Linked DNA regions of Mus musculus: all the other regions are linked to region 1. Evidence: chromatin contacts called from public Hi-C data. All regions are on one chromosome and are shown on one strand. The core of a region is the stretch at or near the end of the contact, and the rest is flanking DNA. Distances in the headings are between cores, read along the strand shown. Region 1 has its middle 370 kb from the start of Gm36824. Region 2 has its middle 56 kb from the start of Gm41416. Region 3 has its middle 180 kb from the start of Gm41416.

Evidence for each region. Hi-C and Micro-C count contacts between places; a contact is called where the count stands out from the background.
Region 2: a contact with region 1 is called in a Hi-C map of cortical neurons. The contact joins two enhancer-like sites. A contact is called at or near these places in 7 of 484 Hi-C or Micro-C datasets (the N1E-115 cell line, cerebellar granule neurons, cerebral cortex and 3 more), 3 of 115 datasets of contacts at active chromatin or transcription factors (embryonic basal ganglia, embryonic midbrain and embryonic stem cells) and 1 of 9 other capture datasets (embryonic stem cells).
Region 3: a Hi-C map of cortical neurons shows a contact between it and region 1, with 2.1 times the contacts expected there. The contact joins two enhancer-like sites. A contact is called at or near these places in 1 of 15 datasets of contacts at CTCF or cohesin (stem cell-derived epiblast-like cells) and 12 of 484 Hi-C or Micro-C datasets (the HPC-7 cell line, the N1E-115 cell line, cortical neurons and 3 more).

What each region holds. Positions count from the first base shown.
Region 1 is chr16:6,477,880-6,482,990 of GRCm38.p6, forward strand. It overlaps a transcript of Rbfox1 not described here. Among named protein-coding and RNA genes, the nearest start is that of Gm36824, 370 kb to the left of the region's middle. Within about 2 kb of position 2,017, at least 32 of the 459 cell types and tissues checked have an H3K27ac peak or open chromatin away from gene starts, as enhancers often do. A contact at or near this core is called in cortical neurons, where this site is marked.
Region 2 is chr16:5,536,900-5,542,010 of GRCm38.p6, forward strand. No RefSeq gene overlaps it. Among named protein-coding and RNA genes, the nearest start is that of Gm41416, 56 kb to the left of the region's middle. Within about 2 kb of position 2,097, at least 22 of the 459 cell types and tissues checked have an H3K27ac peak or open chromatin away from gene starts, as enhancers often do. A contact at or near this core is called in cortical neurons, where this site is marked.
Region 3 is chr16:5,659,509-5,664,619 of GRCm38.p6, forward strand. No RefSeq gene overlaps it. Among named protein-coding and RNA genes, the nearest start is that of Gm41416, 180 kb to the left of the region's middle. Within about 2 kb of position 2,578, at least 28 of the 459 cell types and tissues checked have an H3K27ac peak or open chromatin away from gene starts, as enhancers often do. A contact at or near this core is called in cortical neurons, where this site is marked.

The sequences.
Region 1 (5,111 bases), core at 767-3,266:
CAGATTTCAGAGGGAGGGGACTCTTTCCCTCCCTATTAGTTTACCTGTATTTCTGTTACTCTTCATCCACTGTGATGAACACATAATGGTGGTGTAGACAAGCAAAGCACAATGCTTCCCCATAGTCTCACATGGGGAAAGGTAGGCATCCTCACTTAGGGAGTTAGGCATCTTCATATTGGCATCTTTACTTGCAAAGGTAAGCATCTTCACATGGGTGTGTCAGGCATCTTTACATGGGGAGAGGTAGGCATCTTTTCAGGGGTGACATGTTTGTCTAATGAGTCCCTGTCTGGCTGGATATAAAACTCCCCTTCCCCCTTCTCCATCATCTGTCTGTGTCTGAGTCAAATGCACTAAACTTCAATTTGGTAATTGCATCTTCAGATTCTTTAATGAAGGTGTTTATCAACATATAAATAATTGCTGGGTAATTTTGTATTTGCCAATTGCATCCTGCTGGAAAGTAGGGCCACCCCCCCCCACACACACACACACTTGTAGAAGTCTGGAATGTCAAGGGCAGCAGTTCAGAGCAGTCCTTCATCCCAGTTCCCTGGATTCCCTCTGTCCCCTGTCTCCTTTAGCCCTATAGGTCTCCAGCTGTTCTAACTCACTATTTTGATTCTGTGGCAGTGATAAGTACAGTCCTACTTATGTGTGGGTGGATTCTGCAGGGAACATGGGGTGAAGTCACCCCCTTACTGATTTAGTTCCTTCTCTGGATAATATCACCTTGAATGTGCTCACCCCAGGCACATACCACCAAGGACTTCTTCCTGCACTCTATGCTTTAGTGTGTATATGATCCTGTGTATGTGCACACACGCATGTTTGTGTGTGTATTTGTGAGTAGGTGTATATGCCTGTGTGCATGTACACATGAATGTGTGCATGTGTTAAACATGTGTGTGCGTGTAAATATGTCCATGTATGCATGTATATGTGTGTATGTTTGATGCATGCATGTGTGCATGTGTGTGTATCCATGTGTATATCTTTGTGTATTGTGTGTGTGTGTATATCTGTGTGTGTGTGTGTGTAAGTATGTATATGGGGAAATGTGTGACTTGTATATATGGAGATACAACTTGTTAGAGTCATTTCTATCCATTTACAGTGTGAGCCCTACTTCAATTCATGAGGCTTAGCAGCAAGAGTCTTTCTCTGTTGAGTCATTTCTTGTCCCTTTGTTATTTTGACAATGTCCTTCGTTGGTCTCACCCACTAGGTAGACAGGCTAGCCAGTGTGTCCCCCTGACCAATTGTCTCTGCTTTACTTCCTCAGCCTTGTGATTACAAGTGTGCAGGAACCACTGTGTCCAACATTTAAGTAGGACCTGAGGGATTGAACTCAAGGAGAGGCGAGCACTCTATGGCTGGGCTATCATCCAGATGCCTCCTCCCCATTGTTTTGTCTGAGTCATGCAATTATCTCCATTCAGTGGGGGGAGACTGGAGATCATTCCAGTGGCTAAAAATCTAAAGTGAAAAACAGAACACCTTAGCTTCCACACTAAGAGTGCTGTGTGCCTGGAGTGCTCTTTGGAGCCTGCAACCTTGGTGAGGGTGTGGCTACATTCATTCCAGTGCCTGGCAGAGAAGAAAGGAGATATCTCAGAGCTGGCTTCCCCAGGCCCTGTTATGTTTTTTGCACATGGACTCCTGGAGAGAATTGGCAACTAACAGCCCTTCAAGAAGTATTCTTAAAAGCTGTGCTGAAATCATTCACCTCCTGTAGAAACAAGTGTGATTTACATCTAATATGGGTAATTACTTTTACAGTTAATTAAAAGCACTCTCATTAAGTCCCTGCTGTGGCACCAATGCATAGCTCTTATTTGCTAAAGGACCCTGGGTTTGAGCTCACCTTCATCACGGGGCTCCTGCCTGGAACAGCTGGCTCCCAGGGATCAGACCCATTGTGTTAAGCATCAGCCACCACCTTAGCTAAGGCCCTCTCTCTCTACCCCACCCCCACCCCGGCTCACACTTGTGTACACAGCTGAAATTGACAGCACTGAAGCCCTGTGACCAAAACCTTGGGTTAAAGCCAAATGGTTCCTGTGAGATCTGCATGCAGTCCTGGTGGAGAGAAGGCAGAGGCAGCATTTTGCTTGCTTTGTCTTCAGAATAGCTTTGTTTGTGAGAAGCCTTTGTGGCCCTAGGCTTTCTCCGCTTTTCTTTTTCTTCCAAAGGAAGTATCCTTTCTCAAAAATATGTTCTTTAAATCCTTCTAACATCCCTATGCCTACTTATAAGGCCAGTGTGTGGGCAGTTGAATCCATTTCTGTTGACTTTTACAAAGTTGATATGCTAAATCCCCAGCCACATGACACAAATCATAGACTCTCAGTGATCTTCCCTTTTAGACCTAAATCCTAGTGCTCCCCCTTTCACAATACCTATTGCTTGAAGGGGGCACCCTTAATATGCTAAACTTTTGTAAGTACATATTAATACACTGTGTCTTTAAGCCATCTCATTTTTGGAAAGAACATCATGTTTAGCAATTAAAACATGTAGTTATCGGAGAGTACAATTTTGAGGGTACAGAAAGATTGTTATTTCGGGAAGTTACAGATTTCAGAGATCTATCTGGTCCTTTCTGGTGTTTGCTGGTTTTGATAGTTTTTACAAAGCTCCCTTCTGCCATCTGCTGGCCAGATGTGATATTGTATGTGCTAAGCAAATTTGTGAAGGGAAGCTTTGTTGGGAGGCTCATTGAATACACGTTATGTTCTTCATGCCTTCAAATAAGTGGCCTAATTTGAGTCCTAACATTTCAGAAAAGTGGATTCAGACGCTAAAGCATCTAGCTGAAAGGGGCGATTTCGTAGTTGTACCAGCTCTTCTGGATCCGGTCTCTGAAAGCATCTAGCTGAAAGGCATATTTTCAGAGTTGTGCCAGCTTTCCTCCTTGAACAAGTGGTTTGTCAGCACCTCTCTTCTATATGGTGATGTCTTCTTCCAAGACACGCAGGACATGCCCTAAAATACCAAGAATATCAAGCCTCAGGGTTATTGTGTTTACTTAGCCTACAAATGAGACACAGTAAGAGGTGGCTAATAGTAATAGGATAGTTACAACATGCAATTTTTTCTACCAATCTGTATTTGCTACTGTTAGGAGTGAACTGAGATACCACAGTAACAAGGTGAGGAGGTAACAAGAGGGGACTGATAGATGTCCCATCAAGGCATCTCCTGTTTGCAGGTGTTTCATACCTCTGTTGAGCCCGGAAGCTAAAATGTCAGCATTAGTCTACACAGGAGGAACTCACAGTCTTCATTCCATTTGTTTGGTTTTTGAGACAGAGTCTCTAGTACCAAACTGAGGCTGGCTTTGAAGTCACTGTAACTGAGGGTGACCTTGAACTTCTGGTCCTCCTGCCTCCATCTCCCAGATTGCAAATTACAGATGGGCTCCCTCACACTCGGTTTATGCAGTGCTGGCCTCAAGGCTTCAGCTATGCCCGAGTCTCACCCACAGCTCCGCACTTGATGAGAATTGAAGAGCTGTTTTCCACACTGTGACTGACTTTAGGTCCTTGAATGAAATACTCAATATTAATGGCATCCTCTGCTGTGGGCTCTGAGACATAACCTAGGGACACTGATGAATTTGAGTGTCTTATACCAGCAACCATCTGCATGGATGTGGTCACTTCTTCATCCTCCTTGAAACTCAGTTTTGTCTTCTACGAAAGGGGAGAGCTGGGCTATATGGCCACTGCAGATTAAGTTTCTTTGTATAATATGCTTTGGAAATGGAAACAAATAACAACAACAACAACAACAAACAACATAAGCCAAAATTAGAGTTGCATAAAATAGCCAAGATGCTCTCTGTCTTGGCTTCTAAGCTCACATGCATTGACTTATTGCTTCATTTATTTATCTGTCTATTGAGAAAGGATATTAGCATGTAACCTAGACTTGTCTTTAACTTATGATCCTCCTGTCTCCAACTTACAGGAATGATAGATGAGTCCTACCATGGCCCCAGGCCCATTATATAAACACACATATACACACAAATCTCTTCATATGTTCTATATTTGTATGTCTATGCATACACGTCTCTCTCTCTCTCTCTCTCTCTCTCACACACACACACACACACACACACACACACATAAATACAGAAAGCTTTACTCATGGCAAAGGTAGGGTTTTTTAAATAGGGATATATCTGAAGCCCTTCATTGGAGTTGTTTTTAAATGAGCAATTGTTATTTTTTCAGGTCAATAGGAAAGCACAGCACACGGGCAATCAGAAAGACCTGCATATGCAGACAAAACCAGCTCCAGTACTGACTCAAGGTTTCATGGATTCTGCCCTCCTGGAGTAGGAGGACACTGTACCTGGTGTTCATGACCCCAACTTAGCTGTCAGGTCAAGTGCGAGCAGCCCGCTCTTGTCTTCTTGTTGCACTTCCAGAATAGATGATTGACATCATCAGTTCAGCATCTCAGATTTGTGGTAGGAAAGCACACGGGGCCTCAGTATGCCCATCTGCCATGGCCCTGGAACTCCTGCTCAGAAGGCCTATCTTCTCTCTGTCTGCAATCTTTCAACCACACATTTCTTTAGTGGTCAGCAGCTTAGATTTGAGTTTTAATTCTCCACAGTTACTTTGACAAATGACCACAGGTGCCTTTAATCAACAGAAATACATTCTGTCTCTCTTCTGAAGGCTGCAAGTCTGCGACTGAGGTATGAACAAGGCTGTGCTCCCTCTGGAGTCAGGAGTCCTTTGGCTGACTACAACACTGCTCCAGTGTATGCCTGTCTTTGAGTGGCCTGGCACTTCTCTCATCAAAAGTCTCCATGTATGAGAGTTGGGGCTTTATGGATAAGGTAGAATCTGTCTGTCTCATGAGCTCAGTCACATCTGCACATACCCCATTACCAGATATTATTGAATGTAGTAGTCTGGAGATTATATCTGTATCATCTGTATCTATATCTATCTATGTCTATATATGGTGAGTTATAATTCAACCATGTATAGGCCCTTTCCTCTGCACAGTGTGAGGTATCTGGGGTTTCAGTAGCACTGTCTTGTGACCTTATTCTTAGGGGACTTCATGTCCCAGCCCTTCAG
Region 2 (5,111 bases), core at 847-3,346, 940 kb before region 1:
TCTGCTGTCCTGGTGACCATCCTTGCAGTTGCTGTCTTACCTCTGCCTGATAAAAGGGTAAACCCATTTAGCCATCCCCCTGAACCTCTGAGGATGTCTATGCCCAGTGGAGACATGTTCAGATTGATAGGTTTTCACGACTAGCAGTGTTAGACTGTAAAGCAGTCTTTCTCTGACAGTGTAGGTAAGAATTATCACTCAGTAAATGCTTGCTACTGGTGTAAACAATCAATCCTATTGATTAGCAATTCCACAGAAGCCCTGCCCCATCCCCTGCCCCATCCCCAGTCTTCCTACTGTAACCCCAGCAATCACCTCTCTTTCCGGTGCTGATGCTAAAGAGACTGAGTCGTTCGGGATCTTCATGCAAATGAGCCCTTTCACGCTGTGGGATTTGCCCTTATCTTCCATAGGGGACTTCTTCCCACAGGCATCACTAGCCTCTGTTAACTGCTGAGTGACACTTAGTGGCAGAATTGGATTACGCCCTCTAGTGATCTACTCATGCTTTTGTAGGGCTGTGACCAAGTGAGCAATCTGACAAAAAAGAATGTCTGGGAGCCAAACATTGGCTCATTGTTTCAGAGGGTTTCCGTCATGGCTGGGTTCGCCCTAAGGCAGGAAAGATCTGTAGCAGACAGGAAGCAGAGAGTAGCCAGAAACTGCGGCTGACTTCCTGAAACAATGCTATGGGGGTGGGGTGGGGGGGGAGGAGGCTTTCCACACGTAACTCCTCCTACTGCAGGAGGCAAAATACCTGCTGAGAAGCAGTCTGAGCTGGGGAGGGTTTATTCTGGCTCAAAGTTCAAGGGATACATCTATCCTGGCAGCCAAGACTTGAGAAGCAGCTGGTCACATGGTTCACAGGGAAAGAACAGCAAATGGGGCAGGACTTAAAATAAAAAGCCAAACAAACAAACAAAAAAACCCTTAAGTTTCTCCCTCTTCTAAGGACTTAACTTTCTCCAGTAAGGCTCCACCTCCTCTATGTTCTACAAGCTTCCAGAACTGCACCACTGCCGGCTGGGGACCAAATGTTCAAGACATAAGGCGTGGGACATTTAGAGTCATTATAGCGCCTTCTAGTGGCTAGGGTGGTTACTGCTGCTAGACTCGCAGGGAAGATGCATTGTTTTAAAGGACTTCAATGAATGAGATCTTTGTTTCAGGACTGAGGGAGTCTTACCTATGCACAGTGCACCTTGGGATTTGTGAGTCAGGCTCTTCCAGAGAGATGAGCATTCTGCGATAACCCTAGGATAAAGAGGAAGAGGATTGCTGTTCTGGGAACCAGAACGTTCCCAGAGCAGACTCCCAGCTCTGCAGCTTTCTGGCTGTGTGAGCTTGCGCCAGCGACTAGGCCTCTCAGTGCATATTCTCCTCAGTAAAGCAGCTGGTGAGGAAGACTGCTATGAGGATGAGTTGGTAAGGTAGAGTCTTAGGAAAGGGCACTGGGAGAGTTAACTCCCTTGTTAAATGAGGCATCACTTACCAATGTAATCTAACACATCTGAGCTGTCTGAGGAGCAAGGCCCCGGGAGTCTACATCTTCTTACCAACCATTACCTTTACTGTTATCAACAACTCTACTCTCATCTGAGCCCCTTAAAGAAAGTGGCTACAGGCTCATTCAGCCTGGCCGGGGCTCTCCCTGTCTCCTCCCCTCTGGCAGAAGCTGCTTTCTTGATGAAATGCAGGGTTCTGAGCTCTGCTACCAGCTACACAGAGCCCACAGGGCCCCGTTTTGCCCTCAGTGCCCCTAATCAGGAGTTCGGTCTGTCCGATCAGAACTTCCCCCTTTCAGACACAGGCAGACTTCTTCCTCTCTGCATTTCAATCTCACAAATCCAGGCCAAATATTGATGTTTGGTAACTACAAATATCACACCAGGCCTTTAATCAAGAGCCGAGCAGGGAGAAGGGAGCAAGCATGCCCTGCACGGGAGGGAGCCCACAGTGCTCAGAATGAGTTTTCTAAGGAATAGACTGACCGACAGGGTGGGAGGGAGCCGGCTCTGAGGTGAGCATGAAATGGTAGGAGCTCCCAGGCTCCTATTCCTGACACAGCGCCCATTGAAGTCATGTTCAGTGCCAGGGTCTGTAGGCGTGAGCTTGCTTTCCAGACAGGGAAATGTGTTTTCATTGTGAGCATCTGATATGCTGTGAGTCTACCCCATTACCAGCAAATGCAGTGAGCAACTCCCATTCTCTGTCATTTAGAATGGCAGGCAGATGCGAATGAGTGACAGCCCCCACCACCCCTTCACGCTAGGGAGGGAAGTCAGCCCTCAGGGGCAGAGGGGAAGTTGGATTCCAGGATTTCACATGGGGGACACAGAGGACAGAATGATCTAGAGTACTGGCCACCACCACATGTTGGCAGTGTAGCTTAGAGTGAGCCTCACCTCCTGGATCCTGCAGGCTTAGAGTGAGCCCCACCCCCTGGATCCTGCAGGCTTAGAGTGATCCCCACCCCGGGATCCTGCAGTTTAAAGTGAGCCTTACCCCGGGATCTTGCAGGTTTAGAGTGACCCCCCCAGGATCCTGCAGGCTTAGAGTGACCCCTACCCTGGGGTCCTGCAGGCTTAGAGTGACCCCCACCCCGGGATCCTGCACTTAAGTTCTCAGCACCAGTCAGTCCTGAGGATCGGCTGCTTTGCAATTCAATTATTTCTCACAACCTTCAGCCTCAGGACCCTGGCACATGCTGTTCTTTTGGTCAAGAATGCTGTTTCTCAAGATGGCTAACCTGGTTGCTTCTTCAGCTGTTTTGTGTGTGGCACTGTGCCAGGAGAGATTGAGGGTGGCAAGCAGACACCAGTGTGATTATTCCCCTCACTTGCTGCCTTTGTGTGCATGTATGTGTGTACTCATGTTCAGGTATGTGCAGGTGCACATGTGTTCACATGCATGTGAAGGCCAAGGAAAACCTCAGGTGCTGTTCCTTAGACACTATCTGCTTCGGTGGAGCTGGGTCCCTCCTTGGCCTGAAGCCTGTCAAGAAGGTTGAACTAGCTAGTCAGAGAGTCCCAGAGATCTGCTTGTCTCTCGTGGCCCTGGGATTGGGTCAAGCAAGCGCCACCACATCCAGATTTTTTACGTGACTCTGGAGGTCAAGTCCATTTCTCAGTGCGGGAAGCACTTCTTCACTGCCTGAGCATCTTCACATCTCGCTGGGCTGCTGTCTGATTCCCACATCTCCATAAAGCGTTCTCAACTACTCTCTCCCAATCCCAAGCACACCCTACAGCCTTCTCCCTACCTCTGCTTGCTTGCTTGCTTGCTTCTTTCCTTCCTTCCTTCCTTCCTTCCTTCCTTCCTTCCTTCCTTCCTTCCTTCCTTCCTTCCCTCCCTCCCTCCCTCCCTCCCTCCTTCCCTTCCCTTCCCTTCCCTTCCCTTCCCTTCCCTTCCCTTCCCTTCCCTTCCCTCCCTCCCTCCCTCCCAGCTTTTTTCACATCATGTACCCCAGTCCCACTAATCTCCCTGTACCCTCATATCCACCCTTTATCCTTGCAAACTGCCCCTCAAATAAATACACACATACATGCACACACCACCACCAGCAGCCACAATAAAAACAAAGCATAGAAAACATCTCATGGAGGCTGTCATGTGTCACAGTGTGTCCTACAGTATGTCCCTTTGTCCACACATCTTCACTTGTGAATGAATGTTCATCGCAATGAGTCATTAGTCTGGTTCGAGATCTCTGGCTGCTGTGACACCATCAACATTGGGTCCTCACTGGGAGTCCTCCTGGTTATCCTGTTGTTGCCCAGTGTCATGGAGATCTTGCAGCTTTGGAAGAGCAGGACCGGCCCTTTCACATATCCCAACCATTTACAGATGATATAGATTTTGGCGTGGGTCATTTCAGAGCCCCGGATCTGGGTCTGGGTGGTAGCTGGTCAGTGTGCTAGCTTTCCTTTACCCCCACCACCAGGGTGAGCTCTCCAGCACTGCTCTGGCTAGGACACGCACTGCTGCCATCAGCAACAGGCAGGGTCAGCTCTCCTGCTCTCCTGCCCTTCGGGCAGGCTCATCCACACCTACACCTCCAGGGCTAGCTCTACTGTTGTCCAGGTGGGGTCTCTGTCGAGTTTCTTACATAGCAATGTGAGACATACCCAGGCTTCACTTGGATGATAGCTCATTGTCTCTCCTCACCATGGGGAGGGTGGAGTTTTATCTGTTCTCTTTCCTCCTTTCTCCCTGTTAACCCTGGGAGCCAGCACCTATATGCCCACAGGCTTAGTTTGCCGGAAGGCTGGAGTGAGCGTGGATGGCTTTCGTGTCATCAGGGTATGTGCATAAGCTGGGTACTCTCAGTCTCGTGAGCTTGTCCCATTCTTGGTAGCTCCTGTTCATTTGACAGGTGGTAAGTTGATGCCAAATCAGGCATAGGAGTTGCTAAGGGGTTGCACAGTGAGAGAAAGGAGAGGCCTTGCGGGCTAGCAGTGAGGACGGGTTCCAAGAATATCAGTGGTGATATTAGCAATACACAAGAATATATGCACTCATACACCCATGCACATATGCACACACATGCATCTGCACATACACAGTCTTGCACACACATGTGCACTGCATACATACACACCTATACACCTGTGTACACCTGTGTAAAAACTCTCATGCATTCCTCCACAGAACCACTTTTTTGCACATATACCTTCAGACACACACATCCCTACACACACACACACACGCACAGTCCCATACCTGCATGGTACCTACATAGGTACCTACACACACCTGCATATACATATGCATCCCCATACACTCCCCCTTCCATACACTTGCACATACACATGCCTGCGTGCATACATAATAAAATGTCATATGCTACACCATTCAAAAGACCCAGACCTTTCAGTCTTTGGTTGTGTATTATTTTAAATAATAAAAGCTGACATCTATTTAATGTGTGCTGTGACACAGAAAACAGAAACAGTGAGAATTACAGTTGAAAATCGGATTTATTTGCAGAAAACTCACGGCCAGTCCTTCAAGCAGCATTTGCCTCCTCACGTGCCTTAAGATGCACGGGAAGCAGCGTCCTTCCCAGCATCCTCCGCTCCCTGCAATCAGTCTTTTGTGTTGGCTTTAAG
Region 3 (5,111 bases), core at 1,328-3,827, 820 kb before region 1:
GGTGATTCTGTAACCATCACGGCAGAGAGTATGGTGGCAGGTGTGTCACCAAAGCAGTAGCTGAGAGTTCACACCCTGATCTTCATGCAGGAAGGGGAGGGGGAGAGAGAGAGAGAGAGAGAGAGAGAGAGAGAGAGAGAGAGAGAGAGAGAGAGAGAGAGAGAGAGAGAGAACGAGCATAAGGTGGAATTTGGAAGCCTCAAAGTCTACCTCTAGTGATCCCACTTCCAACAAGGCCGAGCCTCTTCATCCTTCCTAACAGCCCACCAGCTAAGAACTAAACATTCAAATGTATGAACATGTGGGTACCATTCTCATTAAACATCCCCATCCTTTCATTCTATTAAGTGTACCAGAAGAGGGAAGGAAGAGGGACAGGAGGACTCAGCAAACCACAGCCATAATGACCCATATGCCACAGCTCTAGCTCCATCCCTTACCCCCAACTTTCTTTTGATTCCCAGCTTGAGGAAAGACTCTCCATTTCATCATCTAGTGTGCCTGGTAGGTGCCAGGCTTACTTGAACCCTCCATGAAGACTTTAAGACAAAGACGTGCAGACTTTTAAAAAGAGCTCTTATCTTGTTTTTTTCTGAGCACACACTGTCTACCTCCTGTCTCTGTCTGTCTGCCTGCCCATCTCTGCCATCTTGACTTTCTCTGTGTCTGTTTTGCTCTCTATGTCCTGGGGCCACTGCGGTTCTGCTGTCCTGTCTCCTTTCAATCTTTCTCAGTCTCTTCCTTCCTCTATCTCTCTCATCCCTTTATCCTTCCCTCTTCCCCTTAGTCTCTTCTCATCTTCTAGAACTATCTTAATGAGTAATAAGGCTAACGATTATGGCCATTTCTGTTTTTTATCATTTCTCAGGCATTTGATAGGTCTGCATTTTCTTGATGCCATATGCCAGCTGTCAGGATAGTCTGTATGTCATTAAGAAGTTGACTCTGAAGAACATCTCTTAGCTTACCATTGCCTACCCCTTCCTGTGTTCTGTTCTCTTATGCAAACTCTTTGCCTATTCTTTGTATGTCAGAAAATCTGGACTTCCCAGAAAATAAAAGACCTTGGGGCTTTACTGCCCACTGTCCCCTGCCCTCAGTGCCCCTTTTGCAGTGATGGAGACTAAAGATGCCTACAAGACTCCTAACAAGCTAGAGGACAAGCCCAGGACAGGGCAAATTAATGACATGTGCAGTGGTTCCCACACAGTTGCTTTTTAATCTAAATGATATATAAAGCACATTCTACAGCTGCTGGATTAACTGCAGATTTTTGACAAGGATGTGTGAATTTGGGGTGGGGTACATAGTATGTCAATCAGGATTCCTGTGTGAATCTGTACACACCACCACAGTGAAACTCAACCCTGAGATTCTCCTGGAATTAACTGTTTGATCCTGACCTTGGCTACAGGAGTTACTATCCAAGAAGGCAAGAGGGAGGGAGACACTTGAAATATGCCCAGATTTCTGTGTGTGTACATTTGGAACAAGACTGACTGATGCCTACTTTACCCAGGGCCCAGTGAAGCTACTCCAGGTGGCCCTGACTGAACCCCAAGTGTAGGAACCAGCCTTGGATACTCCTCCCCAGGGATCTCCCTTCCACCATGCCTGTGGTCTTTTATGGTTGGAGGACATGTTTCTTCTGGTTGGACATGGGGGTTAGGTCTCTTTTTTTTTTTTTCCCAATGAAACTATGTAACACTTATGTGGCCAAAGAAAGACATAAGAAGGGGTTGGAAAGTTGACTCAGCAGTTAAAGTGTATGCTGCACTTGCAGACAACCTGAATCCAGTTCCCAGCACCGATTTGGGCACCTTGCAAGCCTAGCCAGGGGATTCAGTGCCTTTATGCATGCACACACACACACACACACACACACACACACACACACACACACACACACACACACACACACATGTTGAGCACCCAGAAGGGTTTCCGACATTTCAGTAGGTCCTGGGACTGTAGTCACAAGAAAGAAGAGAGGAACCTTGCTGTCAGCAGAGCCTGAAGCAGACAGAGAGATTAGAGCAACCAGAGACAAATTATACAGAGAGCAGAGAAAGGAATACAGGTGGGGGCATGGGTCCATTTGTGAGTTTTTGTAATTTGATCTTTATCCCCCTAAAATCTTTGGGAAATGGGGGGGGGTGAGTGTTGAAATAGAAGAAAAAAACTTGGAGAACATTCTAGAACACACAGCCAGAGAACCTCTGAAATGGAGTTTGTTGTTCATCATAAGATTGTAAATGGGGGTTCCTGGGCCTTAAGGGAGGCAAGAGCATGTCTCACATAGACCCTTTCAGTCCATGTGTAGAGAGCTTAGTAAGACAGGGAAGTCAATGCCCCAGGTTAGACCCCATTTTAGCACTCTTCATTCCAGGTTTACAACAGACACTTTGAACATTAAAAAGATAAAAATAGTGGAAAAAATTAAATGGATGCTGTCCCCAGCTAGGGCAGAGGAGGTGGGAGGAGGCGGAGTGACTGCCAAGCCCTGGGAGGGAGCGAGTGTGGCCAGCTGCAGGAGGGTTGATGCTGTAAGCAGCTCTCTGTGAACTTGGTATTTTTCCATAGCAAACAGAAGCCTGGAGCTTGTTGGCACTGGAGCCATATCCTGGGGATAGAGAGGGCAGAGTAGCCACGGGGAGCCAGCTAAGGAAGCAAACATGTTGAGAGGAGGCAGGCTTTCTGGCTTCAGAATCTAGGGCTCTTCCGGGAGCTGGGGCCAGTTCTGATATCCATCAGGTACACTGGCGATCAATCAGAGGTAATGAGAGGCCAGCCAGAGGCAGGGCTGCAAATGTGTCTCCATCTTGGGATTTAGGTAGAGCAGATACAACCCAGACCCCAAGGCAGGTGGCTGGCACGGATATCCATGATTACAGAGACGACAGTATCAGTCGGCACTCTCTGTGGGACTTTCTGCAGTTTACTGTGTGTTATTTGTTTCATTACTGCAACAAAGTGTGGGGCAAAGGGAACTCAAGGAAGGAAGCATTTCCTCTGGCTCACAGTTAAGGGACAGTCTGTCATGGCAGGGAAAACACGGTGGTGTGAGCATGAGGCAGTGCATCACATTGTGCTCACAGTGAGGGAGCAGAGAGAAATGCATGCTGGGACACTGTCTCCTCCTTTTTTATTTAGCCCAGAACCCCAGACTATGGATGGCGCTGCTCACATTTAGGGTAGTTCTTTCCACTTCAATTAACCCAGTCAAGGAACTCGCTCTCAGGCACGTCCAGATGCTTGTTTCCCATGAAGCTGAAAAGTGGCATTAACCACCACAGTGTGGAGATCTCATTCTGTGGGCTCTCCCAGCTCATGGCAGGCCCAGGAACCATTCTAATGTTTAGGACCTGCCTAGTTACCGGTGACCGAAAACCAAACCCAGAAAGGAGACAGGAATGAATGGGGCTACCTCATGCACTGAATATCCTAGCTCCAGGCACAGCTGGATCCAGGGAGTCAGACAATTTTTGAGATCTTTCTTTTTTTGATTTCCTGACTGGGCTTCTCATTTCTTGGTATTGCTTTCAGGTTGCCATAGTGACAAAAAAAGCTGTGTTCCCGTTGCTGTGATACTACACTAGACTGATGTAACTCCAGGAAGGATTTATTTGGGCTTGTGGTTTTAGGGACTCTAGTCAGTCATGGTGGGAAAGCACGGCAGGACTTAGGTCCATGGAGATAGCCTTGGGAGTGGGTTCTCACAGGTCTGGAAGTAGAACTTGGGCAGGAAGTGGGGACTGTGTATAACTCTCAAGGCTTACCTCCCAATGACTCCCTCCCTTCAGTGAAGTTCCACCTCTTATTCTTTCCCAACAGTGCCACCTACCAGGGACCAAGCACTCAGACACATGGACCTAAAGGGAACATTCTACATCCAAACTCTGACAAGGTGTTTGTCTAAGGAATACTTGCCGTGCTAATGAAAACGTGCAAATGGGACAGGGGATTCAGAAAGAAAAATTGTCCCTAGGTTGACCCTGTCACCACTTTATAGATGAACGCTGATGGCCTTTGTAAAAGAAGAAACAGAGGCTTGCAAACTAAAGTTGTTTGTCCAAGGTGACACAGAAAGTGGACATGGGTCAATATCATGGAGTCCTCTGCAGCAAATTTGAGCGCATCTTCTCCCATTCCCAGTGTGCCACCTCATCTCCTGTTTGTTCCATCTCCTCACCTGTCCTTGGAACTGGCCAGTCACTCAAGATACCATAGAATGGCAGGGTCACCCTCAAGACAGCAGTAGAAGCCATGGGGCCATCAGCCCTCTCTGTGTGTCATTTGCCCTCATGGTGGTATGAATAGGGGTTTTCCCAAGGCATAGAGGGTCAGACTACTGCTTTGTCCATCATCTTTAATGCTAATTACCTTTCCCCCACATCAATATAAAACTCATCTTAAATGTTCTCATTAAAACGTGTGTGATTTCTGACCACCCTTCCATCAGATCAGCCTCTGAGAGCCTTTTGTGACTGGAGTGTTCTTGGAGCACAGTGGCAGTTCCCAGTGATTTAGAATATCAAGTTTGTATGATTTTTAATCATTAAAGAAGATGTAAAAACATATTTTATACACAATCTTTTATCTTACACTTATTTTTATATTTCTCCATAACAATTTATTGGAGAACATATATCACCATTACACTGGACATTTATGGCTACATTAAAATTCAATGTCATCATAAATTTGGGCCGGTTAAAGTAGTGACATTTGTAACGGCTTTCACAAGGACATATTTTATATTTAAAGTGAAACTTTGAAAAGAAACTTTTGTTAAAGGGGAAAACTGTGTGTGGGTGGGAACAGGGATAGAATACGTCCTAGCTATCCAAAATGCCCAGTGCCTACTGCATCAAGATCCACACTCTGCTAAACTCTAGGTGTGAGTTCTTAGGGATTAGCAGGTATCATATGGCAGTGCATTGTTGGCTAGAAGTATGCCACACTGGCCAGTTTACAGCAGCCTATGATGGGGAAAATTTCAAAGGTAAAGAAAATTATTAACTCAGATTTTAAAAATGCCAAGTATAATGAGAGGTTTTCAGATCATGGGACAACGGGTTTCCTGTCAGCAACAGTTATGAGGGCCTTAT